Linked DNA regions of Mus musculus: regions 1, 2, 4, 5, 6 and 7 are each linked to region 3. The links are chromatin contacts, called in public HiChIP or PLAC-seq and promoter capture Hi-C maps. All regions are on one chromosome and are shown on one strand. Each heading gives the region's core, a stretch centred on a gene start, on an enhancer-like site or on the middle of the called end of the contact. The rest is flanking DNA. Distances are from core to core; before and after follow the strand shown.

Region 1 (3,382 bases), core at 298-2,797, 930 kb after region 3:
TCTGTGTGCTTAATATTTGGTTATTATTTTTCTTAATGTGTTCTTATGTATCCCCCCTAAAACAAAACAAAACAAAAACTTTTAAAAGATTAATCAGCTACTTGCTTTCTAAGACAACAAAATGTTTCCCACTTAAACTTCTGACTTGCACATTCTCCAGTTTAAAAAAAAATCCCCCAAAATTTTTGTCAAAATTACATTGTAAAAGACTAAAATAAACAGTGCTCCAAAGACCATTTTTCTCTCTTAATTCTCTCTTTCTAAACAAGCTAAATTCATGTTCATTTACAATCTCCCAAATCTCTCACTATTGTAGCAGAAATCTAAAACAAAGACTCTACAAATGATCAAAACCATAATTAAAATGCAGCCGTCACTTTTTTTTAAGATAAAAAAAGAATGAAATTTCAGAGTAGAGACAGGCCGATGACAAAGAAGTCTGGTCTTGAATCATTTGTTTATTTTTATCGTTAAATATTTTGGTAGGTTTGGATCCACTAAATGCTGGCAGTTGGTTTCATCTACAGTCAAGAAGACCAGAAGATTCGCTACAACCACTTTAGGGGTAAAACAGGAACTCACTTTAACAACCATCCGAACTCAGATGTCCTCAATCCATTCTGGAAGACGGTTCTCACACGCATTATTAATGAAGGCTGCTTATTGTGAAATCGCTGGAACGGGCCACCAAATGGTGTGCTTTCATTATTAACGAAACTAGCAAAAATAGTAATTATGTTCTCCATAAACAGTGCTTATGCAGGATCTCCAGGCGCATGAGAAACATACATTTTCAGCAACCCAACAATGACGTGCCATTGTTGTTTTTTTTCAGGCAGTTCCAATGTCATCTGGGCAGTTTAGAATTAAAGTTTTTCCCGAGATCTGTCACGCGCGGGGCGAGGCGTGGCTGCGGCCCGGGTCACCCAGTGCCCACCCTGGTGTAGATCCCCGCGCCTGCGACACCCGCGTGTGCTCCCACGGAAGGCGAGGGTGCTCGGGAAGGGCAGCCGCCGCAGGTTCCCCGGGATCGCCGCGAGCTGTGCCAGGCCGGACTCTTCCGGGCACCGAGTGCCCGGCTGGACCGGCCCGGACATGCCCAAGCCGTCCTCGGCCCAGCGGCAAGGGACTGAGGGCTCAGGGGCTGCGGTCTCGGGGTCTGCGGGCTCGGGGACCACGGGTCTCCAGGGCACCGGGGGCGAGCCAAGGACAGCCGCCCGCCGAGCCCCGGCCTCCCGCAGCCGCGCTGCCCCGGCCCCGCAGGCCCCGGTCCCGCCGGTCCTCCAGCGGAGCTCCCTCCCGCCTCTCCCGTCCCCCACAGCCCTTACCTGGCTCCCGGATCGGGCGCGAGCGGCGGCGGGGGTCGGGGACGGCGGCCCGCGCGGCTCCCACGCTTCCGCCGGAGTCAGGAGTTGAACATTCCGCCTCTCCGCGCGGCGCCAATGAGGAAGACGTCGCGGCAACAGCACCACCTACCTCCGAGCGTGGAACCGCCGGCCGGCCAGCCTCCGGGCACGCCCGGCTCGGTGCCCAGCAGGGAGGCCGGGGCTCGGGGTCGCGGAGAGCCCGGTTGCTGCCCCCCCCCCCTTACCCCCCGTGAGACTGAATGCACTTGGCTGGGAAGGGGACAGCAGGGAAGGCAATGTCAGGGTCGCGGGTGCCTCAGTGGGACCATCAACAGGTACTTTGGAGATTTTGAGGAGGAGTCAAGGCCTGCTGCTCTGGTTGGTGACTTTTAAGATGAAGTGCCCGCGATTTCCCATCGAGGAGACAGAGTCCATGACAAGTGTGAACAAAACGTGTCACCTGGCTTTGGGAAGAAAAGAAATTGATCGGGGAGGATGTAGATGGAGTGGAAAAAGAGGAGAGGTTGCAAAAGTAGGGAACACAGTTTCTGAATTAGAATTTCACGTGTACACACGTGGAGAGTTAAGGAAAGTTGAAATCGTGCAAAATGGATATTCGTATTTTAGTGCATGGCTTTATATTTGGAGCAGGAGGCTTACCAGCCTGAAGATGTTAAGCCATATTCTCTTTCCTCCCCATCCATTTTAGTAGTGGTTTAGAGAGTTGCTTAGGGATGGAAACAAGATAAGTGGTAGATATTGTCACTACCAGGTAACAGATAGAATCGTGAAGGCTAGAGTTAGAGGGTACAGTTTGGGATCGTTTTTAAAAAGAAAATTGGAATTGAGAGACATGTTTCAGAAAGAGGCCACAGAAATTTGTGACCCATTCGGTTGGGAAAGAAGAAAGCGGTGATGCCAAGATTTGAGACCTGGGTGACTGGAAGAACGATGGTGTCATTGACAGAAATAGAAATCTGTGGAGAGGAAACTGGCTTCCTGCTGAGTTTTGAAGTCAGGAGAGGAAAAACAGGCAGAGATGAAACAAGAAACGGAAATCAGAAAAGAAGCCCAAAGAGAAATAGAAATTTTGAAAACCGTTCATATATATTTAATATATGAATGGGAAAGGATGGGTAAATATACACTAATGAAAAAAGAAACCACTTTCTGGTCTGTGATTACAAAGACTGAGGATTTTGGATTAATAAATTGCATTTTGGTAACTGAGAAGGTTGATGAAAACTATCCAGCTAAAAAAAATTCTTTTGTAGGTGATCAAACAATTGTTTAAAAAAAAAAAAAAGCTGTCTATCTACTCAAAAAAAAAAAAAAAAAAAAGGGTGCTGGGCTCTTGAGCGCGAAATGAACATGAGACTGCAGTCACCTTAGCTTTAAAGACATCCGATTGTGTCCTGACTCTGGCTGAGGAATCAGAGAGCCTGACTTTGCTGTTGCTCCTCTCAGTTGTCACATGGGACACTTAACAGGCAGTCCTCAGTTTCCTGCTCACCAAAATCAGGTGTTAGCCACTGGTTCCAGCTTGCCAGTCACCAGCCATCCATACCTTGCTTTGTACTGGAAGCCTGCAGCTTCTGATATTTTTAGCTTATACTATCTCTCCTTCCTTCATTCTATTTTCCTTCTATAATTAGGCTCAGAGAGTAGGCAACAGGAGCAATAAACTCTACAAAGTACTTTCAAAAACTTATTTGAAGGAGCACCTCACAGAAGGCCTCCTGCCTTCCCATTATGTTGCAAGGTCCTCACTGCGATACCTTATACTCTATTGTGGGGGCCACGGCTGTGACTCTGTGCTAAACGTAGGCTTGCCTCGACTTCTTAAGACTTATTTTTAATGTGTGTGTGTGTTTCCCCTGTGTGTATGTATGTGCACCATATGCACGCCTGGTGCCTATGGAGGTCAAAAGAGAGGTGAGAGCCATTGGAACTGCAGTTATATGTGTGTGGGAGCCACCATGTGGGTGGTAGGAATTGAACCAGGGTCCCTTGCAAGAGCAGCAAGTGCTCTTAAC
Region 2 (3,867 bases), core at 263-2,762, 810 kb after region 3:
AGATCCAGCACTGTTTAATTTATTCATGTTATTATATAATTCACTTGGGAGTAAATTCGAGATCCCGTCTTTAACTCAGTTATGGTGAACCTGTGGAGACTGTGGGAGACTGCTCTTAGCCTGTCTCCTTTGCTGCAGCCACCGACACCAAGTCTCCTTCCAGTGAGACTTGCCTACGAGGTCTTTCTCATGTTGTCGCAGTGGTAATAACTCTCAGATGAACTCTACACTCTGGGTGTGAAGGCACAGTGTAGTTCCTAGGTTTTTTTAAATCTTAAGATTAAAAATTCCCCATATCTATTATTGTGGCAGGCACACGCATGCCATGGGCGTGTAACTTTTGGGAACTGGTTCTCTCCTGCCTCGTTAGGTTTTTGGCACTGGGGTGATCAGGGTTGTTTGGCAAGTGCTTCTAGTGACACAACCATCTTGATGGCCCAATTTTCTAATTTAACTTACTGATGGAGATAAGTTTTCATTTCATTTTGTTTTTATTTGAGACAGGGTTTCTTTATGTAGGCCAGGCTGTCCCGGAACTTGTTCTGCAGACCAAGCTGACCTCGAACTCTGAGATCCTGCTGCCTCTGCCTCCCTAGTGCTGGGATTAAAGGCGCGCGCCACCACTGCTTGGCGGAGATAAATTCTCAAAAGCCAGAACTTTCTATTAGAGGAGAATTTTGGCACTTTGGGCTCAGAATCAAGGTCCTGTGGTCCACCTGGCCAGTCTCAGATCCTTACTGGTGGGGCAGGGCCTCACTCCCTAAGGCTCCATTCACTCCCTTTCCACATTCTCAAATTGGTTTTTCAATGGACAGAAACCCTTTGTTGCTTATTTATTTTATTATTGCCAAGGTCTTTTCTCACATTATGTTAGGGTCTAAAGAGATCCATAAATATTTCTTAAATAAGAGTTTATCTCTAACTTTTTTTTTTACAGCAAGCCACAGCAATAATTAGAAATAAGCTTTATTTCTATTTATGCACAGAGAACTCATCTTTCCAAGTGTCTTTAATATTTCGGTTTTCGGAAGGAAAATAGGACCCCTGAAATCAATCTGATAGTATTCTTATGTATTGTGTAAAAGTTAGACTGTTATATTTAAGATGAAGCTACCTATAAAAAAAAAAAGCCTCGTTTGCCCCCTTTAAAAAGATTTTTTTTTCTTTCAGCAGTCTAGTTATAAACCACCTAGAGATTAAAGTGAGGATGAAAGAAAACAGCTACTAATAAAATACCCGAGCACAAACTCCTTTTCCTTAGAAGTACCAGCTCTAGGCAGAGGAGACATTGAAAGCAAGTGTTATAAACAAAAAGCCTTGGGCCTCACAAGTAAAAAGGGAGGGGCCCTCGCAGGGACTGCATCATGCTGTCCCCAGTTAGCTGGTGGCTTGCGAAGCACTTCCCCCAAACCAAGGCTTCTGGGGTTAAAACACAAGCGCACAACCTACCAAGCACCTGTCGCGTATTATCCTTTGTCATACAACTGTGTTACCAGCAGCAATAATATGTGTAAGGCAGCCCATAATTTCTTAGCAAGACTGACGCCAGTAAACCAAGGCGAGGTTCTTAGGCATACTCTAATAAGCGGTTGAAAGTTTTCTTGACAATAAGACATTTAGAAAGAGTCGAGCCATGCAGTGCTTTACAGTTAAGGTTTCAATGCACATAAAAAGCATAACAACACAGCTTCCTAGCCTTCAGCAGATGGGCCGTGGGGACAGGGCTGTGCTCTGTAGCTCCCACCTGCCTGCTGGCACCAGCTCAGCCTGAACAGGAAGCTGCCCCCCCCCTTTACCCCTTCTTTGAGAATCTGGTTCAATTCACAGGACTTGCTGACAAAAATGAGGTACCCTTATAATATCTCATGCCAGTCCTATGTATAGCAACTCAGTCCTTATCTCGGCATTCCTGGGATTTACCAAAGACATTTTTGAAAAGGGTAAACGTGTAGCATTTAAATGCACTTTCCTTTTTGGGGGTGAGGGGGTGCCAGATTGTGTCTCCACAATTGGAATTGGAAATGGAGACGGACTCTCCTGTTCTTTAGATATTGGAAGACATTTTGCAGCCGCTCAGTGGAGGTTAAGACTTGTCTAGATAGGTCTTTGAGGAACACACAATGAAGGGTGTTCAGTGTTTTCTCTCTCTCTTTTTTTCTTGGTCTATTTGTCGATAACTTTATTTTGAATCTCTTGCTTCTTGTAATTTTAAGCGGACAGTTCTCGTCCACTGAAAATCCTAGAAAACCAATCCTAAGCTTTTACTTGATCCCTAAAAGTCACTCTGTTTTAAATCTCAAGGATGATGGAATGAGATGCATGATTTAACACTAAGTTCAAGCTCAAGGCTAACGCATGAGTGGCCAGTGCTGCTCCATACTTGGGAAGGAACAAGGATCTTCCCAGAGGTAGAGCAAGTGGGTTGCCTGTCCCAGGAGAGGCCTTCTCCCCATTTGATGCTTCTCCTACTCATGGCACTAAATCCATAAGGAATATTAATGCCTGCCATGTCTATGTCAGCAGGCCAGTTCAATCTTAGAAAATGTGCTTAAGTTCTGACACACCCAAGGCATTCCTTGCAATGAGTTATTAATTACTGGTAGCATCTAAGGGCATTCATTCCCTCAGTGTTCTTAGGGCTTAACGGATGGTCTAAACATATTAGACTTTACTCTTGTAATTTTAACATACAAATAAATGCAGTTCTTAAGGAAATAATAGTTTCTAAGGAAAGATACAGAGGAGGCATTTTCTTTTAAATAGGTTTTTCCCCCCTTTTAAATCTCTGGCATTTGGTGTTTCATACTTATTACTACCAATGAAGGCCTTTAGTTCTCAGGAGCAGGGCAGGGCAGGGCAGGGCAGGGCAGGGCAGGGCAGGGCAGGGCAGGGTTGGGGGTGGGGAGGAGCGTGGTCATGCTGTCCCGTGCTCAGCGTGCATGCTGCGGGAAGCCACTAGGTGGCGTACTCACCGGGGTGTTGGATTGCTCCGTCAGCTTCTGCTCCCACATCTTGAGACGTCTCTCCCGTTCTTTGAGCTCCTGCTCTTTAAAGCTGAGATCTCGCTCTAGTTTCTTCAGTCGCTCAAGGGTTGCCTCAATTTCACACCTGCAGAGAGAGAGAATTCAGTGAGTCTCCACTACTGCCCGGCCCGTGGGTGCTCAGTGGATCCATTGGAGGACTAACCAGATACAAAGCTAAGGTGTGGGCTTTGAAATTGGCCAGGAACCGGCCAGAGCAGCGGGACTCTTTCTTATCCTTCAAAACCAACAGGTGGTTCCTAGTTGGGAAAAACCAACTCAGAGCATTTTAACAAAGCACTGAAGAGCGACCTAGCGACCATTTTTCTCCCAAAACAGCCCCAAGAAATGGGTACTGGTCTGTACTGTGGATGGGAAAATGACACCAGGTTGTATATACACAGGGTGAACTACGGGGCTGACACTCTTGCCCACTGAGTGGCTCAGTGAGGCTCCTTAACCTGGGATTTCTTTGGCTGAAGGGATGTCAGTTTAAGATGCCAGGGCTCTACAATGTGCTTCATCCTGAGAATCCCTGGGCCTGCTTACTGAAAACAATAAAACACAAATGGCCAAGGATACCATGGAGAAAGAACACTAGTGGCCGGCTGGGTGAGGCCTGCCTGCTTCCACTATTTAACAAACACAGACAACTTTTTTCTCCACTTTTCTTTTACTGAAAATAGATAATTTTTCATACAATATATTCTGATTATGGTTTCTCCTCTCCCTAACTCCTCGGAGATTTTTCCACCTCAACCAAGTTCACATCCTCTTTGTCTCCTCAAAAAATAAACAGGCACCTAAAGAATGGTTGTAAAATAAAATACGATAAAACAAAAACAAG
Region 3 (3,293 bases), core at 567-3,066:
CTTAATTGCCAAGTTTTAAATCATGTCATTCTGAAGAAAATTATACAATCTTGTGTTGTCTTATTCTATCCTGCCTTGCACGTAACTCATTTATCTTGTTGCCTAGCACCGCCACACTCCAAACACCCCTCACCTGTGACTCATGAAGGATCCACCTAGTTTTGCCCAGTGAAACAGAAGATGTCAGCTAGAGGCTTCTGAGACACACTGCCTGTTTTTCCTAGGGGTCCACTAGATGACATGTTTCCTCCTCTTCTACTCCTGACATTTTAGTAGTGTCTAGAGCTGCAGTTGGCTTTTGGTTGTTAGCTAGGGGATGAGAGCAGAGGAAGGCACAGCTACATAATAAAGCCATGATATGTGTGTGTGTGTGTGTGTGGGGGGGGATCAGAGTAATTGAAAATAGCGTTATTTTTTAATGTCTCAGACCTCTGTGCTGTTCATGTGCGTTAGCTCGATGGCGGTTACAAGCTGTGTACTGCTTATCCCTGGGGTCTATTTTACACATACAATGATGACAAGGATACTAGGCTGAGTGTGTAGTGCATTAGTAACTGTAGAAAGTAAGGACTTACGTGACTGCTTTGACAGTAACAATCTTTAACCAATAGCAAAACTAAAGACAAAGACCCTGTCTTTAAAATGTATCAAAAGAGCTCTAAGGCTTTCCTAAGATCACTCTCACGGGGTGACAGAAAAACCTTAATGCAATTTTATTACAAACAGTGGCTCAGCTGCTGCTTGTCAGTCACACCATTCAAAAAGTTTCTGACAGAAAGTGAAGAGTTCTAGATCTGTGAGATGGCTCAGTATGGAGAGGTGCTTGCTGCTAAGCCTTACGAATCTGAGTTTCATTCTCAGAACCTGCAAAGTACGAGAGAACTGACTCCAAGCTGTTCTTTGACCTCACCAGAACTGTTGTATACAAGAGCGAATCCACACAAGCACACATACAATAGGCAATAAACATAATTAAAAAAAAAAACTCAGATTTTTGCAGAGAGATCAGGGTTTGACATGTGTCTTCTGTCACTAGTTTAGTTGTGAAACTTTACCTGATACTTTTCTGATACTATTCTGTCATCTGCAAATTGGGGATTAGCAACCAATTCACACTCTTTTCTTTTATTTGCAACTGGTATGTTTGAAAAAAAATTATAATTTCTGGACATTCACTGTAACAAATACTTGAAAGTCATTGGAGAAAACCTAATAAACACCTTTTTGTCCCAGTGGAGCTCATAGTGTAGTTAGAAGGTGACTTTATACATATTATTTGATTTAATCCTACCAATAGCCTTATGAGATGGATCGCAGTAGTCTCATTTTAGAACCAGGAAGAAATCATGTTTCCTTCTCATAGTTCTTAACCTCGCAGAGGAAAGGGATGTATGTGCGGCGACGAGGAAGAAGATGGTGACTCTTTAAATGTTTTATGCACTTCTGTGGCTGTTAAGTGCGTCTTGGATCCGAAATTTTCCTTGGTCCATTTTTCCCTTGAAGAAAGTTTAATGGCTTCTCATCGTTAACCCATCTGAAAGAAGTTACTGGAAAGGGGAGAAGGGCGGCTCCGTGCAGGTAGCAAAGGCTGATCTGGGCACGATCAGTCAGGGACAAGATAGATCCCAGACGAAGCAGGAGCCCGGAACCGGAGCAGTGGAGCTGAAAGAAACCTGGAGGCTCGGTGGAAGCCCACGTGTAGAGAGACGCAGAAACCCGGTGCTGCTGAGCGCCCTCCTCCTCGTAGGCCCCGCCCATCCGGGCCCGGGCATCCGGGCCAATGGGCGTGACCCTGTGGGGGCGTGGCCTGCGCACAGGTGCCGCCCCGGCCCGCCCGTTCCGTCGCCTCTGCCGTCGTGCGTGCGGCTCGGCGGAGGGCCGGGCTTGCGCTCTCTCCGCCTTCTTCCCCACCTCCGGCTGCCGGCGACACCGGTCTTTGCAGTCCGGGACCCCGTGCGATCGTTAGCCCGGTGCACGGTGAGTCCCCGAAGGAGCCCGTGGGCTCCCGGGCCAGTGGTTCCGAGGCTGGCGCTAGGCCGGAGACCGGCCGCCGGGACGGGCTGAGGGCAGCGGACAGCTTGGGGCATGTGGATGAATGAGGCGCCCTCGGACTAGGCCGCGCGGCCACGAGATTGGCTCTCGCCGCAGTCTGGGGGAAAGTCTTGCCTCAGGGCGGGACGCCAATGCCGGGTCAGGAGGGGAAGGGTGGTGTGCGGAGGTCCTGCTTGGCTGGACTGCGGGGGCACCCCTTGTAGGTCACCCCTTGTAGGCTCCAGGACTGGACGGGCTCTCCCCATGCAGCTGTTCATTGGAGGCCCGGAACAGGTGTCAGGATCCCCAAAATGGGAGATCCTTGGCCTCCCGGTCTGGGATTACAGGTTGGAGTATCACTTCTGGAGCAGGCGGAGTGGGGAGAAGGAGGGAGGAGCAGCGTGGCTCTAGGAGGTCCAACCAGCCAGAAGGCAGGGACAGTTTTAGTTTCCAGGTTCTAAGACGCGCAAGGTTGCAGTTCCTCGTAGGTTCCTGTTGCAGTGTTAAAAGTGAGATCAATTTTGCACAGTGGACCTTGGAGCCAGGACAAGAAAAGACAGAAAGTTTGGACTTGTCAATCAAAAGGTATTTGAAATAGGGCTGTATATAGCCTACTGGTAGAGCGCTTGCTTTTAGCATACATGAAAGCTCTAGGTTGGATCTTGAAAAGGAACGACAAGGTGAGTGCCTTCAAAGTATCCAGTGTAGAGTGTGGGTTTCAAAAACTGTTTAATAAGGACTGACGGTAAGCTTACCTACAGTGTCAAAGGCAAAAAGGTCTGGCTTCGAAGGACCTCCAGGCCTAGTAGTGACCATCAGTGTGGTGAACGCTGAGTTGTGGAGAGAGGCGGGTTCCAAGCGGTGGAGGAATGATTGGCGAGAGGTGACATGGTTGCTGGTGTTTCTGTAATGGGCTTCCTTAGACTTGTGTCTCTTCTCCTTCCAAATGCTTTCCTTCAAATACTATGACAGGTTAAGAAGGCGGTTGTCGGCAGCCAGCACGGAGGATTGGAACTAAGTTTTAAGTTTATCTTTGATTCCCGCTGCTGCAGTGTTTCTGGGACTACTCAGAAGTGATACATGTACACATTTTAGAATCAGATCTGTTTACAGAGACCCTCCCCTCAAAAAAAGTATGGGTTTTGCTCATATTTTAGTTGTGGATTGGTACAGACAGTAGGTTTTCTTGTCTACTACCCAGTAATATATTCTGTATACAGACATGTGTTTTGTTTATAGGGGAGTCTTAAAAGTTCATTTTG
Region 4 (3,857 bases), core at 367-2,866, 790 kb after region 3:
CACACAGACTAAACTTCACGATGTCACGTGTATACGCCCAGCCTCAGGGTTTTGAGATCTATTTATGTTATCTAACCCCTATAGTCTTACTCTGTTCTAGAGAGCACGGTTCCCATTTTATGGATAAAGAAACTGAGGCTTAGATATCTTACAGCCAGCCTCATGGGACTGGAATCCATGCCCTAGATACATCAAGTTCAGTCTTAGAGCCACTAGCTTCTCCAACCCCCACCTGCTCCTCTCTTCCCATAAATGGAGAAATATAAAAACCACCAACTGTGGGAGTACTTTAAAATATAAACTAGAGCGGTCAGAATAAACTTTCTGAAAAAGCAGAGCCGGGAGAGAAAGATGCAGCCATAGCAGCTGACTGGCTTTTGCGAAGCAATCCCGGATTAAAAACAAAACCCACAAAAATAATATTGGCTACAGCTGTATACAAAGCAGGGAGATGCTACTGATGGAGGTCTCTGAAGGCTCCTTTACATGTGTCACCATTATCCAGCTCAGCTGCCAGAACCTGCTGTGTCAAAGGCAGGCAAGTGGCACGTCCTGCGATAGCACCTGGGTTATTTACCATTAAGTATAACCCCGCCACGCTGTATTTTATTATGCCGTCTTTAGAAGGAAGAGAATACAAGTATGGTTAATTTGCTTCTCTTCTTTATCTATACGGTGTCGTGACCCATCACGGCTTTGTCCCACGAAATTGGTTTTTTCCAACCCAAAAGAAATCCACAAGAAAGTCTCCCTAAAAATTCCATTAATAACCTCCTTTCAGCGCGCATAGGTTGCAGGGTCTGGAACTAAGAATGTTTTAATCTCTTCAGCAAAACAATGTCTCATAATGATGTACAGGACTACTGCCGCCCTGATGAAGAATCATACATAATTCAGCACCTTTCCCTCTGGCACCACTGTGATAGCCTCATTAGCCGCGGCTCACAGTGTCTGTCAGATGGTGTCCATGCGAACGCAGGCATTATATTGTCTTTGAGATGTGCAGCTGCTTCCGTGACACTGCCAGTATATAAAAACATGACGCCAGTTTGTTTTATTTAGTGCTAAACCTTCCAGTTTGTAAAAACAAGGCTGACACAGAGCCTGACATGAGGCAGTGAAAATAATTAGCTCTCATTTTCTCAGCCTCCTATTTCCTTCTCCCTGCTGTGTTCTCTTTCCACTAAACCACCACATGTCAGTCGAAATGGGAGGCAATTAGTGGGCTCATTTCAGTCTCCACAACTGTGCTGAAAAGAAAGTATTTATGATGGCACAATGAGCAGCTGAAAGATTAAATAACATTTGCCTTTTGAAAAGAAAATGACTTCTAGCTAAATGGGCAATTTTTGATTATTCTCAAACAAGCTTAGAGTAGTTGGTTTTTAAAATACAAGAAAGGAAAATGAGTCATTTTTAGGTGAAAGAATCAAATAAAACTTGACACAGTAATGCAAATAACTGATGTTTTATTGCAAAATATGTAAATGTGTTATACCCTTAACAATGGCTGGTGTCTAAGGTCAGGGCAGACTGGTGCCAAGGAGACACCAGTGGAGATAAGGTTGTTATATCGCCTTTTGGGGGGTTGTTATTGGAGTTACGTATGAAAAGGGGCCGTAGGGATGACGGGAAGTAAGACACACCGAGCGAGACACACTTTCACAGGACACACTAGGCTTGAGTATCTAAGGTGGTTCGGATATTAGTTAACGGCTTAGAAAGGGCTTTACAAATTTTGCATTTGGAATTGGAAGATAGTTATCTTGTAAAAAAATGAATAATTAGTTTTGCTATTGATTTCCCATTAATTAAGAATATTCTGTGTCGGACTAGGTTCCTAAATGAATATAGACAGTGGCCTGGCTTACCTAAGTGCTCATCTGACCCTTTCAATACTGAGACATTTGCTGCCTTTAAACTTTTACTCAAGATTCTCAGGATATAAAAGTAGCTACTTGTAAAGTTGTCCTCCTATCCCATGACGAGCAGTAGATTTATGAAAAAGCCCTGACTTGGGGGCGGAGATACGCACTCTTTACCATTTGAGCCATTTTCAATCCAAATTCTAACATGCAGGATTGGGAGAGCTGTCGTGTGTCCTTGCGTTCCAGTGCTTTTAATTTTAATGTAACGAATGTGTCTGTTTTGGAGTTTGTTATTCTCAAAACCTGTAAGTGACCTTCTCAGTACAAAGCTTACAATGGTACCCAGAAACTTCTAAAAGCAAAGACCTCTGTCCAGATCCCAAACTGTGCCTGCTGTCTAGGAATCGTCAACTAGAGTGACCACAGAGGGTTTCAGAAGACAGGCACGGATTTAGATTTTCATATCCCTGTCTCCAGAAGTCTATTTTCACTGCTCACAAATCTAAATCCTGCCTTTTGATTCATACAATATGGTCAGTGTGAGACAATATAAGTCAGTGCTGATTCAGAAGTCAGGTGACCATGGCTAAAAGGTTAAAAGGCTAGAGTGGTCCCTGAGCTCTGGTATCCTGAAAACCAGCACCAACATGTCTGTATTAAGCCTGTGTTTGCTCACATGTGCGACATACATCACTGTGGGCTATTTTTAAAGGGATACATAATCCCAAGGAAGGCTAAAAATGACCCAATCGTGTGCTAGAGGCAGCTCTCCCAAGTGGATTGTTTTTTCTTTTTAAAATTTTTTTAAAGATAATTAATTTATTTTTATTTTATGTGCACTGGTGTTTTGTCTGAGTGTGTCTTTGTGAGGGTGTCAGATGCCCTGGAACTTTTTTTTTTTAATTAGGTATTTTCTTCATTTACATTTCAAATGCTATCCCAAAAGTCCCCCATCCCTGGAACTTTAGTTACAGACAGAGTGAACTGTCATATAGATGTCAGAAATTGAACCCTGGTTCTCTGAAAAAAACAGCAAGTATTCTTAACTGCTGAGTCATCTCTCTACACACCCCTACACACACACACACACACACACACACACACACACACACACACACACGCGCGCGCACACACACCCCAGATGAATCTTTTCACAACAAAATTCAGTGACCTCAGGCTGACAACTTGCAATCAGTTGTGGCAGAATATTTACACCACCAAAATCTGGAAATGCCACATAGTGTGTCTGTTTCCTCTGGTTGTTTGGCAATCCCTGGCACTTGGGCATGTATGAGTGGCTGTCAATCCATCAGCAGGCACATTGCCCAGCTCAGCTCTGGCACTATAGGTGGCTACCCAACACTGGACGGGGCACTGCTCCACTCTGTAGCTGGAAGTCAGCAGTGAGTTATACAACTGTAAACTGCATTTGCTTCTGTCCCGTTGGTTAAAACTCACATTTCTTTCTCTTTTTAAAAGACGACTTTATGGATGTATGGTTGACATGTCAAAGCTGGACATGCTTAAAGTGAATGCCTGGGTCAAACTGAAAGCTGTCACCACAGTCTGTGGCTACTAAGTCCCCTCCTGCTAACATTTAACTTAGATTTCCCTTGCTTGTGAAATTTTAAGTCCCCAATCTAGTAGTGATAGACGCTGTGCTATGCTGTGACTCTCTAGCATTTGCTTTCTTTGCAAATCAAGTCTTGTAGGGTTTGGCTAATCTTTCTGTTTCTTCCTGCCTAAAACCTGTATGTTTCTACCCTTGCAAGCTTCAGTATTTAGTTACATGTACAAAGATGGGCGGGTGTGCACAGCCCCTCCCCCATGATGGGGCAAGGACGCCCCTATACTGAATTTATAATAAATCCAATTTCCATCAGAGTGGAGAAAAGCTCTGCTCTCAGCTGTTCTGGAATTGGCAGAAGGCAGTGGCTGTATGTGTGCACACAGAATCCTTTTCTTGAGACCCTGTTATTTTAGCCATTT
Region 5 (3,548 bases), core at 322-2,821, 760 kb after region 3:
CTGGAGTGTCTGAAGACAGCTACAGTGTACTTACATATATTAATAAAATAAATCTTAAAAAAAAAAAAAAGAGTTACCTTGGTCATGGTGTCTCTTCACAGCAATGGAAACCTAAACTAAGACACCAAGAAAACCGAAAGAATCATTTCAGCACATGAAGCAAATTAAAGCACTAAGTAGGTGCCTCTGTATTTAGCTGGGTGACCCTGGTTTTCTATCTCAGCCTTAGCTATTTTCATTTGGATTTTAAGACAGGAACATAACAGCCATGGTGCTGACAGCTGTGTCTTATTGTGCTCATGTGGAGCCCAGGTATGAACTGAGCTTTTATGTGTACCTTTGATCTTTTCTTTTTTTAATTGGTTCTGGGGTCTATCTCAGGGCCCACACGTGTTAGTCAAGAGTTCCACCACTGAGCTAGACACATCAGCCCAGATGTTTCTCTCGTGAAGACACTTATCTCCTCCTGTTCATTTGGGAGCACATCTTAGTGGACAATGGACTGAGGACTCTGTTTTCTAGAGATCTTTACTTTGCCTGTCAACCTCTGCAAACCAGTCTAAAAGTCTCTGGAAAAACCTGCTGACTATCACCGACAGTAAGGGTGGCCAGTTCCAAGCCAGACGTCACAGGCCAAGCCCTGAAAGTTCATAAAGTCTATATTCGTCTTCTCCCCTTCCCTTGCCTGGAAGTGGCAGTGTTTTGGCTTCCAGGAAATGCTGCAGTCAGGAAACCATTAACATGATAGCAACGAAGAAACCTCTGAGACAAAAGGATTTTTTTATTGAGTAGTGACAGATGCCAGGCAAAAGGGAAAAGAGGTGGGTTCTGGGATTAATTTACCTAAGATTCCAGAGCAGTAGGGAAATGTCTTGATTAAGAAGCCAGAGCATTTTATAAGGAAACTTTGGGGAGAAAGTATAAATTGCTTACATTGAACCTGCCCTGGCTAAGGAGAAGAGGGGTGGGACACAGCAAACTGGGTGAAGTCCTGAGACAAGGCGACAGTCCCTAGGAAGAAGTGTTTGTTCTTCTCAGGCTGGCTGAGTCTGCAAGCAGAACACAGTCGCCCTCATGGCTAATCTCCAGTGTCTCGGAAGGAAACTGGGGCACAGGTCTCCTTTCCTCCTTTGTTCTTTTAGTCCAAAGCTTTAGTAGCAATTAAATAAACTTATTTTATCTTCCCCTTTCTTTCCTCTTCTGGCTAACTTAACTTCGTTTAGGAAGGGCATCTCAGTGTTCTTCTTAGAGCTTAGCATGAGAGAGCATGTGTTGTAGTGACTCTTTTCCAGTGGTTTTATGTTCTTAATCATCTGTTGGTTTTGTAGTGCTGGTACATGTTAGGCAAGATCTGGACCACTTACCCACCCCACCCCCACCCCCACCCCCAGCCCAGTTCTCCCTGGGGGAAGCCATGAGCCTTCTCTCTCTCTCTCTCTCTCTCTCTCTCTCTCTCTCTCTCTCTCTCTCTCTCTCTCTTTAGCACTAGGGGTCAGCCACTGCCTGAGAAAGTTCCTTCAGGTTGTATTTCTAAAGCTAAGGCTGGACTCAGCCTTGGCTTGCAGTGACTGTGCAGTGAACGATGAACAAGAACACAGTGATTGAACAAAAGACTGAAGTCAGGTTCCTCTGCAGAGGTAAGGTGTTAACACAGGCAGCGAGGCATCATTCCATCAGACAGTTTTCCCATCTGTCTGAGAAACCTGTTTGTGTAAAAGCGAAGGATGAAGGGACAGGGGGGTAGGATGTTTTTTTAAGAGAACCTGGCAGAGGAAAGTTCAGCTCACAGCTGAACGCTGTAAACGACAATGGCTTCACGAGCATGCAAACTAGCTTTTATTGAGAACCAAATCACCACAGTCATATACCAAGGAAAATGAACTGTCTCTCCTTAAGGACAACAAGCTCTCAAGATAATAACTGGACAAGTATCATTAATTCTTGATTTCTGTACCGGGCACAATGGTCCGCTATGGGGCCACCCCACAGGGGCACTCAGCAGCTATTGAGCATGAAAAAGCTGCCCTGCTAGAGAAACTTCAGCCAGACAAAGACACAGAAAAACAAAACGATCAACAACACAGAACTGAAAATAATGCAGGATTTGTGAGGTCAGATGACACACTTATAAAGCACTTGACACATGGTGACTGGCTCTGAGTACCGCTGCTTCTGAGCTGGAAGAGAATAAAAGCAGAAACCTCAGAAAGCAACTTCAGCTAGAGTTGATCCAGGTAGGCAGAGAGAAATAGTTCCTGAGGCCAGGTCTCTAAAACAATACAGGTCTAAACAACCTAGCCCTTGTCTGTTACCATCTTCCTGTGACACTGAGTTCACTGGGACTCAAGTGCCCAGCAGGTAGATAAATCCAATAGTTTGAGTCTTACGTAATTCATCACATTCTTTACATCTCAGGGTCCTGTCCACCATCTGAAAATTAGTAGGGTTGAGCTAAATCACTATTGTCTAAAGTCAAACAACTTACTGTAGTCTTCTAAAAGGAAGGACTAGCAAGATGGCTCAGCAGGTAAAGGTGCTTACAGTCAGATCTCATGACCTGAGTTCAATCCCAGGACCCACTTTCTGGAAGGAGAGACTTGCCATAGCATGCACAAGCTGCCCCTACCTTCATATTAACAAATTAATAAATGAAATAAAAAATTAAAGAGTATATAGAGGGAAGGGATGATTATATTCTCCAAATACTCTGATTACAATGTTACTTAAACACTTCCACGGAGAAAACCATACATTTCTTAGTTTACAGTTGACTTTCAATGTATTTATACCACCCCAATGAATTTATAAACTAAATGTAAACAGAATCAATCTCGTTTCATTATGTCTTAGACAAGGTCTTACAAACAGTGTAGCCCAGGCTGGTCTTGAGCTCAGTTTGAACTTGAGATCCTTCTGTCTCAGGGTCAGTGCTGAGATTACAGTCATGTATCACCATATCTGGTAACTTAAGAAAACATCTTAAAGACGATATGGCCTTTAGTATGTATCTGACCCCAATAGGAGGGTAATGACCTGTTGATTCCCAAATCTTTCCAGCCGTGTTTTCAGAAAGTCTATCTTTGACAGGACTTTACACAGTAGGTGTTAGAAAGATTTAAATGATTTATAAAATTTTGCAACCTATTACTTGTTTTGTAAGAATTAAAAAAAAATTGTCAGGCAGTGGTGGCATATGCCTTTAATCCCAGCACTTGGGAGGCAGAAGCAGGTGGATTTCTGAATTTGAGGCCTGCCTAGTCTACAGAGTGAGTTCCAGGACAGCCAGGGCTACACAGAGAAACCCTGTCTCGAAAAAAACAAAAACAAAAACAAACAAAAAAGAATTAAAAAATTTTAAGTTTCTATCATCTACCTATCTATTTTTTTTTAACACAAATTTTCATGTAGCCATTGCTAGCCTGGAACTTGCTATGTAGATCAGGCTGACCTTTTCTCTTTTTCTGTGTTTAAGAATTAAATCAATATATTGCGATGAACTCTCAAATAAAAATATCACACAGATTTTTATCTACACCACTTTACGGTTC
Region 6 (3,806 bases), core at 631-3,130, 970 kb after region 3:
CACCTTAGGTCTTCTCCGACTCATCCTACACAGCCACACTTTATCTTTATCCTGCATTTTCTTATAGGATGCGTTAGCTTCTCCTAGCCAGTTTCTACCTTGGCATCTTAGAGTGCAGAGAAATCACTTTCCCCTTCCTTGATCTGGCTGAGTTAGACACCTAAGTCATAATTGGAATGAAATTATGTAACTGATATGCTCAGCTTCAGAGACTGAAAGCTCTCCACCCGGTTCACTGGGCTGCCGTCGGGACTCAGCTCTCAGCTCTGCAAATGTGCAGGGTGACCTGGGGGACCAAGGTGAAGGATTTTACATTTATCTCCACTGAGACACAGCTAGGTAGGCTTTCTGTCTCCTTTCTGTCTCCTGTGTTCCACAGATGTCACTCCATGTGGCATCTTCAGTGACAGACAAAATTATTCATTGTTGAGCTCAGCTGAGGTTGGCCGAGACTGAAGTTAAAGACACACAGGTTTCATTATCCAACTGCCATAATGGGGAGGGAGCAGAAAAAGTTACACCCGGAGCTCAGAGGTCTTGCCAGAGCAGGTTGGCCTGCCTGGAGCCGGCCAGGCAACTTTATGATGCCAGGCTGGGGGTAGGGGTAGGGGCTAATTACTCCAGAGCAGAATGTCTTGCCTCTCTTTTCCACCCCACCCCCTCCCCCGTCCAGCAAAGTTGAGGGTTATGACTCCTATTAGTAACCAAAGTGATTGGTAATTTGGGGTGAGTGTGAGGAGACCACAGGCCCTCAGAAGGGGCTCCAAGTTGGGGGGAGTGGACAGACCGAAAGCCCGTCATACCTGAAATGATTCTTTTGTGGGACTAGTTCTAAGTGCCAGCCTTCGCAGCTTAATTTGCATACTTAGCGCCTTGTTTGTACAGGGTTGAGAAATAGGCCCAGCTGAGGCTGAGGGACTCCCCTCAAAAGGATCCACCACAAAAGAAGGAAAAGGAAGGAAAGTAAGAAAAGGAAGGAAGGGAGGGAGGGAGGGAAAGAGGGAGGGAGAGAGGGAGGGAGAGAGGGAGAGAGGGAGGGAGGGAGGGAGGGAGGGAGGGAGGGAGGGAAAGAGGGAGGGAGAGAGGGAGGGAGGGAGGAGGGAGGGAGGGAGGGAGGGGAGGGAGGGGAGGGAGAAAAGAAGGAAGGAAGGAAGGAAGGAAGGAAGGAAGGAAGGAAGGAAGGAAGGGAGGGAGGGAGGGAGGGAGGGAGGGAGGGAGGGAGGGAGGGAGAAAAGAAGGAAGGGAGGGAGGGAGGGAGGGAGGAAGGAAGGAAGGAAGGAAGGAAGGAAGGAAGGAAGGAAGGGAGGGAAGGAGGGGGGAGGGAAGGAGGGAGGGAAGGAGGGAGGGAGGAAGGGAGGGAGGGAGAAAGGAAGGGAAGGAGGGGGGAGGGAAGGAGGGAGGGAGGGAGGACGGACAGAAGGAAAAAAGTAGTAGTAGCAGTGCCTGAAACACACAGTAACCACACCCGGCCATTTATTTCTCTTTATAGCTGAAGGCAGCGACTCGGAAACAGATCTCCTTCTTGAGGCCTCGGTGAACACTATGGAGACCAACTGTGCCTGTGCTTCAGCTCTGAGGTCACAAACCTGACACAAACATTCCTTAAGCTCTGAGGCAGATATTTATCTTTGGACCCAGTAAGGTGTGAGGTGCCTTGTTCAAGGCCTCAGCCTTATGTGGTCACCGGCCTGTGGGCTAGCCTTTCGGGAGCAGGCTTACCCAACCACTCACATGTCCACACCCATGCGCCCCTGGCACTACCTGTGGGGCCTCCAAGCTCTCCAGCCTTCCCAGTTTGCTCCCACTCACTCTGGTCTTTGCCACCACGGGCTCCCGACCTGATGCTGAGGAGGTACAGGCTTACATGTCTAGTGTTCAAAGTTCAGATTCCAGGCCTCCAGGCAAGCTCACCTGACACTGTAGGCTCCGACACCACCAGTCAGCTTCCCTGGGCTTAGGCCTTTTGGCTCCTCAGCTAAGAGCTCCCTGGTGAGGAGCAGCTCCTGGGAATTAGGCCTCTTCTGACAAGTGCCTGTTAGAGCTGTTTTTGCTTCTCCTTCTGCTGACCTCTAAGATCTTGAGCCTTCTTATTCTTCTGATTTTGATTTTCGAGTAAGATCTTGCTATAGTCTTGGTTGGCCTTAAACTCGTGACCCTCCAGTGCCAGGATTACAGGCATGCCCCACACTCAGCACCACTATTGCTCTTGCTTGCCTGGCTCTCTTGTCTCTTCTGCCATTTCTGTTTCTACTGCTTTGAATCTCTCTCTGTCTCTATGTCTATCCAGTGCAGGCTCTGTATCCATGCCTAGCATGTATAAACTTTTACAATGGTAATAATTTTATTCAGACTGCTATATCTTCAAGACAAGAAACTCTTTCTTTCTCCATAAGTAGGTGACGAAATAGTCTTTCTACTTCAAAGATTATGCCATGGTAGCAACCACTGGATGTGTGCAGTAAGGCCCAACTTCCTGGAACTCAGCCAGTCTTCACTGTAATAATTCCTGAAGAAGCCTGAGCATTGTCTCCAGTGGTGGATCTTTATAGCCAAAGGATTTGTGACAAACCAACACTCATCTACCATCCACAACATCCACAGTCTATTGTACATAGGAAGGCCATGGGGCATCACAGTTCAGACACACGTGGAGTGCAGTATGCTTCTCTGAGCACACTGAAGGCAAATGGAAGGACACTGAAGGGCAGAGTACCAAGCAGAGAAGAAAAGGAAAGAGGATTGCCCATTCAGGAACAGAAAGCTAAGTTAAAACATCGTCCCAGGACGAATCTCGGTTTTGCAAAATGCTACAGGACACCCTCATTAATTCAATTTCTAACAAGTAGAAAATGCTTCTGGGTATTACAAAATCCTTTTCAAATGCCCTCCTTCATCAAGTCTAGCACTGGAATATCACTGGACTATCCTTATATTTAATGCATACCTGGAATATATGCATACTATTTCTTGCATACTTGGAATATACCAGACACATTTATGGATGATGTTTGTGAGATATCAGTGGCCAACACAGAGAAGATTCCTCCCTGGTCTACGGCCGGCCCTCGCCTTCTAGGGAGGTGGACAGATGAGGAAAAGCAAAGATGACGATCTCAGACCGTAAGAGCTGCTCTTGAGGCTGGACCACGAGGCAGAACGTTCACGTGAGTGAGCACTCACACAGAGAAGATGCACAAGCACAAACTGAACCAGGAAAAGGAGCCAGGCACCGGGAAACGGGGAAATAACACTCAGGCAAAGGACCCAAGGCTGCAATGGAAAGAAAGAGGATGGCTTTGCCAGCTTGGGCTATCTACAGAGCTGAAGTCTGAGACAAAGCCTGACGGGTCTCTGGGGCAGCACGCTGGATCTTACAATGTGACTGTACATAGTGTGGTTTTGTCTGCTGCTGACATGGCTGCAGGAACTTCCCACCACCAGCTTCATCGGTGCATGTCTTTACTACTCTCATGGCCTTCGTTTAATATATCTTCTGTTGTTTTTTTTTGTTAACATTTAATATTTTATGTGTTTGTTGCTTACCTTTACAGCAGCATACAGTGACATCCTTTGCCTGGGCACTCTCATCCGTTCCGTCGCTCTGTTCTAGCGTACATTTTAGGGAAATGTGCATTTGTCTTGGTCTGTGCAGTCTATATAAAGTGTAAATCCCCAAGGTATTCCTATAGATTTGTTTTGGATTGAAAAGGTCTTGGGGACCAGGCAGATTTGAACACTTAGATTTTTACCTAAAGATTCTTTTTCCATAGCTCCAAGAAACAAAACCAATGATCCCCAGGAGCCTT
Region 7 (3,856 bases), core at 1,103-3,602, 740 kb after region 3:
AGCTTAACACCAGCTCCTAAAACCCAGCCTCATTTTTTCTCATTGAACTGTACTTCTAAAAGGAGATTTCAAAAGTACAAAATGGAGGAGCAATTTTTCTCCCTCAGCCAAAAATCAAGCTAATGAGGTCTTTTTATGTAAGCCTTGGGCTCTGCACTGTGATGCTAATTTCCTAAACTACAAAAATTGGGCAGGTCCTGTGTTTTAAGATGGCAGTCACCCAAACAGGCGCCGCTCGCTCCAAGGAGAGGGGCATGGAGGTTTTGCAGTCTTTACAAATCAAGGGTTATCAGCCCGAAAATACATAGTACAAGAAGCCAAGTCAGAGGTCAACTAACACTCCTAGGCCAGGTTGAAGACTGGATTCCATAGGAACTCTCTGACCATGGGCTCCATACAGCTTTCTCATGGCCCCCAGAAGGCTTGAGAATTCTAAGACCTGTGGTAGAAGTCAACAGTAAGCATTTCTAGCAAATAAAGGTCAAGTTAGTCGGAATTATGAAAAAACTCCATTCATTTTAGCTTACAGCCTTGTACTGTCCACTAGAAAATGTAACCAGGACAGCCTATTTGGCCATTTCTTATTGACCCAAGTTGGGCCAGCCCCACCAGAGTGCCCAAGGGTGTTAGGGAACAGAAAATGCCTAGATGTTGGGAAAGACTTCCTTCCGCACCTAACACATTACATTTCAGTCTCTCGGATACAATAAAATGATTTCCAAGATGTTGGTGGCCCAGCCTCCACATCATGTTCCTAAGTAGACACCAATCAACCATTTGTGTATGCTTCTGATATCCTAATGGCAGCAATGTGTGGTATTCGAGAGAGCTACCAAATATTGTATTTACAACAGTAGTTCGAGGCGGTGGGTGGAGAGTTAGGAGTTAAAAGGGATTCAAAAGTCTGCCCAGGTTTCTGGTAGAGGAAGTCCAAGGCAATAAGGTGCAACAAAATGCAAAGAACTAAGAAATCCCCAAAACGGCACACAGCTCCTTAAATGACTTTAATTCTCTACACTCTACTAATCAATTTAACTCCATGTCAGCCTCAGGGGAGGCAGTCAATCAAAAGCCATCAGGAAAAGAGGCTAATCTTTAACAAGCCAGGACAGGCCAACGGTCAGTCATTCACCAGGCAAGTATGTCTTCGATGGAAAAGACACACAAAAAAGGAGAGCCAAAGGTCGTGCCTGGGGTGAACTTTTTTGGCAGATGTAACTCTTAATTCTGTTTACGGTGAGTGTTCTTTGACGGCAGATTTGGTACTGATGTTCGCTTAATTCTTTGCAGCGACGTTACCATCACTTAAATAAGTAAGAAAACTGAAGTGCGGAGAGGTGAAGTCGATTCCTCCAGTCAGGTGTCCAAATATGCACCAAGGCAAGCCAAACTCCAAGCCCATTTCCCCACGCGCGGAGATCCGCTATGAGACCACGACTCCGTCTACCCACTCAGACCTCGCCACAAGGGCCCCCGAACCCGATATTTATTTGAAGCACGTCACTGTCTTCCTTTCCGCCCATCCCCCCACTCTTCAACCCACTCCAGGGCAGGACATAAGTTCTGGCTTCCGTTGGAGCAAAAAGAGTTACGTTCCAGCTCGCAGCTGCAAGCCGGGAAGAAAAGGGTGGGACGGGTGGGGAGTTGGGGGACGCAGGGAAGGTTACTAAACGGTCGCGGCACACGACTTGCATCGCTGGGCCCCAAAATTGCATCTGACCACAGCCTAGGACTAAAACAATACCTCCCCCCACGTGCACAACCCAAGTTCTCAAGAAATGCTCACAAGGCCATCTACGCTAAACCCGCAGATCCAGAGTGGTTAGAAGGGGACGCAGAGCAAAAGAGGATCGATCCCAGGGCCACTAGTGCACGCGTAGGTAACAACGCACTCGCCGCCAGCGGGTCGTGCAGGGTGAGGTCCCAGAAGGTGGAAGGCTGGGATACGACCGCCAGACAGGATGGCCAGCGGCGAGTCCCAGGCCTCCGCGCGCACGTGGAGCATGAGCGCCCGTGCCGCAGGTTCCGGGAACGCTGGCAACTCCGTGCGCGCCGGCGGGCGCATCACCTTGGCCTTGAGTTATCCTGGGTGCAAAGATTATAAGAAAATCGATCTGTGATTTCCCTCAACCTGGCGACAATCAGGAGCGCGTGGGACAAGTGAGCGGAGCTAACCCGCGGAGTCGGAGGGAAGTGGCCCGGACCCGCCCGTGTCTAGCACCCACCAACCCCGCCCCGGTGCACCCGGCCGGGCCTCACCCGCGCGCGGCGAGCCTCCATGTTGGCGGCGGGTACCCAGGCACTCGGAACGGGGATAGTTCGTCGGAACACACCAGCACTCAGAGCCCGAACAACCCGAGCTCCGGGACAGAGGCGGGGCGCGCACTCCGCCGCCGGAGGGGCGGGGCCACCGGCTTTCCCGCGCCGGGACGCAGGTCCTGCCAGCTAAGATGACCTCTTTAGCGGTACCCGAAGCGTCCCAGCTCTGGAAAAAAATAGAAGCGGTTCTCGTGGTTGTAATAACCTTGAGTGTCCTCGGAAACTGCTGAATGTTCTATGAAACAGTGGCGTTGTGGGAACTCAGTGCCACTGGCTTTTTATGAAGCTGCGCGGTCCTGGGAAGTGGCGCGAAAGTGGCTGCCGAGGTCCTGAGACTGGCCGTCTGATTTGCATACAAAACGGGAGATTGTAAGGCTGGTAGAGCCTCTTACTGCGTTCACACTTTCGCTGTAGTTTAATCTCTTAAAAATGTTAAAGAACAGAACGGGGATACCACCCACAAATATCTGAGAGCATAGCACCTCTTATCTAGCAACCACACCACTATCTATATGTAGTCAATAGACCAGTTAAGTCCTGTTGCTTCAAGAAAGATTCCGGCGTGGGTTTAAAAATAGCCCTTCAGTTGAGTAAAGCCTCTCCGAAGGGTAAAAGTCTTTAGAGCTTTATCTTTCGGAGATAAAAGCTGCAGGCGATTACACTGTGGATTGTCCATTTTTCTCCAGGCAAAATTGGGAACAACCAGAGCTAGTTAGAAGATCTTTCTTTCTTTCTTTCTTTCTTTCTTTCTTTCTTTCTTTCTTTCTTTCTTTCTTTCTTTCTTATAGCCCTTCTCACTAAGACCGGCACAGGGATGAAACGAGGCTCCCCTGTTTTTAAAGAGTAAAACACAGGGGGAAAAAAAAAAACCCAAACAGCAACGACCGAAAAACCTTGGGTGCTTTTTAAAAGAGCTTTAATTATAATCATAGATTTAAAACATTTCTTGAAGTGTAAGCATTCCCCCTTATTTCAAAACTTTTCTCTTAGTATTGATGTTGCCACAGTCCTTTTCTGTGAAGAGAGCATGCGCAACACACACACACACACACACACACACACACACACACCTCTCTAGGTACTGACCATAAAGACATAAATAACCGAGGAAGACAATGGATTGGAAGGAGCTGCCCAGGGGTCACCCTCCCTCTGTGCTAGAGACAAAGAACTCCAGTCTCCAACTTAGGCATCAAGAGAAGCAGCTAATTGATTTGTTTGGCAAAATTCCTGGTAGCAGCCAGGAGTTCAACCAACACTTGTTGGATGAATAAGTATGTGGATGGAGACCTAAAATTGTCCTTAGTACAATGTTCTTGTGAATATGGTTTGTGCAAGTAGAACTGACCATGTGAGGTCACAGAACGAAGGGGGCATCCGGGCCACTTTGCCTGGGTAATGTTCTACACTGAGCATTTTTACTCTTCTTGGAACAGGCTTGTCTCTCTGTGCTCCTGCATTTCTTTTTCAACGAAATCCAATGTGAGCCCAGGACGTGTGCATGTTGTTTCCTTAAAGTTTTCACTTCTGTGCTTGT

The links. Promoter capture Hi-C pulls out the DNA fragments that hold promoters and counts their contacts. HiChIP or PLAC-seq counts read pairs in DNA pulled down with a chosen protein or histone mark.
Region 1: a contact with region 3 is called in an H3K4me3 HiChIP or PLAC-seq map of embryonic stem cells, with 9 read pairs. The contact joins the promoter of Map3k20 here to the promoter of Ola1 in region 3. A contact is called at or near these places in 6 of 39 promoter capture datasets (the 3T3-L1 cell line, cranial neural crest, embryonic stem cells and 2 more), 20 of 115 datasets of contacts at active chromatin or transcription factors (the 230-238 cell line, the NIH/3T3 cell line, astrocytes and 11 more) and 2 of 9 other capture datasets (adipose tissue and liver).
Region 2: a promoter capture Hi-C map of pre-B cells shows a contact between it and region 3, with 5 times the contacts expected there. The contact joins the enhancer-like site here to the promoter of Ola1 in region 3. A contact is called at or near these places in 6 of 39 promoter capture datasets (the 3T3-L1 cell line, cranial neural crest, hippocampal neurons and 2 more), 8 of 115 datasets of contacts at active chromatin or transcription factors (astrocytes, bone marrow-derived macrophages, embryonic forebrain and 4 more) and 2 of 9 other capture datasets (adipose tissue and embryonic stem cells).
Region 4: an H3K4me3 HiChIP or PLAC-seq map of embryonic forebrain shows a contact between it and region 3, with 5 times the contacts expected there. The contact joins the enhancer-like site here to the promoter of Ola1 in region 3. A contact is called at or near these places in 2 of 39 promoter capture datasets (embryonic stem cells and hippocampal neurons), 1 of 484 Hi-C or Micro-C datasets (bone marrow-derived macrophages), 5 of 115 datasets of contacts at active chromatin or transcription factors (bone marrow-derived macrophages, differentiating embryonic stem cells, embryonic forebrain and 2 more) and 3 of 9 other capture datasets (adipose tissue, embryonic tail and liver).
Region 5: a contact with region 3 is called in a promoter capture Hi-C map of cranial neural crest. The contact joins the enhancer-like site here to the promoter of Ola1 in region 3. A contact is called at or near these places in 1 of 39 promoter capture datasets (cranial neural crest), 1 of 484 Hi-C or Micro-C datasets (bone marrow-derived macrophages), 7 of 115 datasets of contacts at active chromatin or transcription factors (the NIH/3T3 cell line, bone marrow-derived macrophages, embryonic limb bud and 4 more) and 1 of 9 other capture datasets (adipose tissue).
Region 6: a contact with region 3 is called in a promoter capture Hi-C map of cranial neural crest. The contact joins the enhancer-like site here to the promoter of Ola1 in region 3. A contact is called at or near these places in 6 of 39 promoter capture datasets (the C10 cell line, cranial neural crest, embryonic stem cells and 3 more), 1 of 484 Hi-C or Micro-C datasets (cortical neurons), 13 of 115 datasets of contacts at active chromatin or transcription factors (VIP interneurons, differentiating embryonic stem cells, embryonic basal ganglia and 8 more) and 1 of 9 other capture datasets (adipose tissue).
Region 7: an H3K27ac HiChIP or PLAC-seq map of embryonic stem cells shows a contact between it and region 3, with 3 times the contacts expected there. The contact joins the promoter of Cdca7 here to the promoter of Ola1 in region 3. A contact is called at or near these places in 14 of 39 promoter capture datasets (the 3T3-L1 cell line, 3T3-L1-derived adipocytes, the C10 cell line and 9 more), 4 of 484 Hi-C or Micro-C datasets (bone marrow-derived macrophages, embryonic stem cells and erythroblasts), 25 of 115 datasets of contacts at active chromatin or transcription factors (the 230-238 cell line, the SCID.adh cell line, T-cell acute lymphoblastic leukemia and 16 more) and 2 of 9 other capture datasets (liver and pancreatic islet).

The regions. Positions count from the first base shown.
Region 1 is chr2:72,283,802-72,287,183 of GRCm38.p6, reverse strand. It overlaps Map3k20 (mitogen-activated protein kinase kinase kinase 20), which reads right to left and starts at 1,547. Exons shown (of 20, transcript NM_023057.5): 1 at 1,329-1,547.
Region 2 is chr2:72,397,531-72,401,397 of GRCm38.p6, reverse strand. It overlaps Map3k20 (mitogen-activated protein kinase kinase kinase 20), which reads right to left. Exons shown (of 20, transcript NM_023057.5): 11 at 2,973-3,108. Among named protein-coding and RNA genes, the nearest start is that of Gm52556, 48 kb to the right of the region's middle. Within about 2 kb of position 1,512, at least 44 of the 459 cell types and tissues checked have an H3K27ac peak or open chromatin away from gene starts, as enhancers often do. A contact at or near this core is called in pre-B cells and pro-B cells, where this site is marked.
Region 3 is chr2:73,212,970-73,216,262 of GRCm38.p6, reverse strand. Ola1 (Obg-like ATPase 1) reads left to right here and starts at 1,816. Exons shown (of 11, transcript NM_025942.2): 1 at 1,816-1,977.
Region 4 is chr2:72,424,175-72,428,031 of GRCm38.p6, reverse strand. All of the region lies in intron 16 of Map3k20 (mitogen-activated protein kinase kinase kinase 20), which reads right to left. Among named protein-coding and RNA genes, the nearest start is that of Gm39847, 38 kb to the left of the region's middle. Within about 2 kb of position 1,616, at least 45 of the 459 cell types and tissues checked have an H3K27ac peak or open chromatin away from gene starts, as enhancers often do. A contact at or near this core is called in embryonic forebrain and hippocampal neurons, where this site is marked.
Region 5 is chr2:72,451,209-72,454,756 of GRCm38.p6, reverse strand. No RefSeq gene overlaps it. Among named protein-coding and RNA genes, the nearest start is that of Gm39847, 12 kb to the left of the region's middle. Within about 2 kb of position 1,571, at least 15 of the 459 cell types and tissues checked have an H3K27ac peak or open chromatin away from gene starts, as enhancers often do.
Region 6 is chr2:72,246,070-72,249,875 of GRCm38.p6, reverse strand. All of the region lies in intron 29 of Rapgef4 (Rap guanine nucleotide exchange factor (GEF) 4), which reads right to left. Among named protein-coding and RNA genes, the nearest start is that of Map3k20, 38 kb to the left of the region's middle. Within about 2 kb of position 1,880, at least 8 of the 459 cell types and tissues checked have an H3K27ac peak or open chromatin away from gene starts, as enhancers often do.
Region 7 is chr2:72,474,715-72,478,570 of GRCm38.p6, reverse strand. It overlaps Cdca7 (cell division cycle associated 7), which reads right to left and starts at 2,352. Exons shown (of 9, transcript NM_025866.3): 1 at 2,260-2,352. The coding sequence starts at 2,280.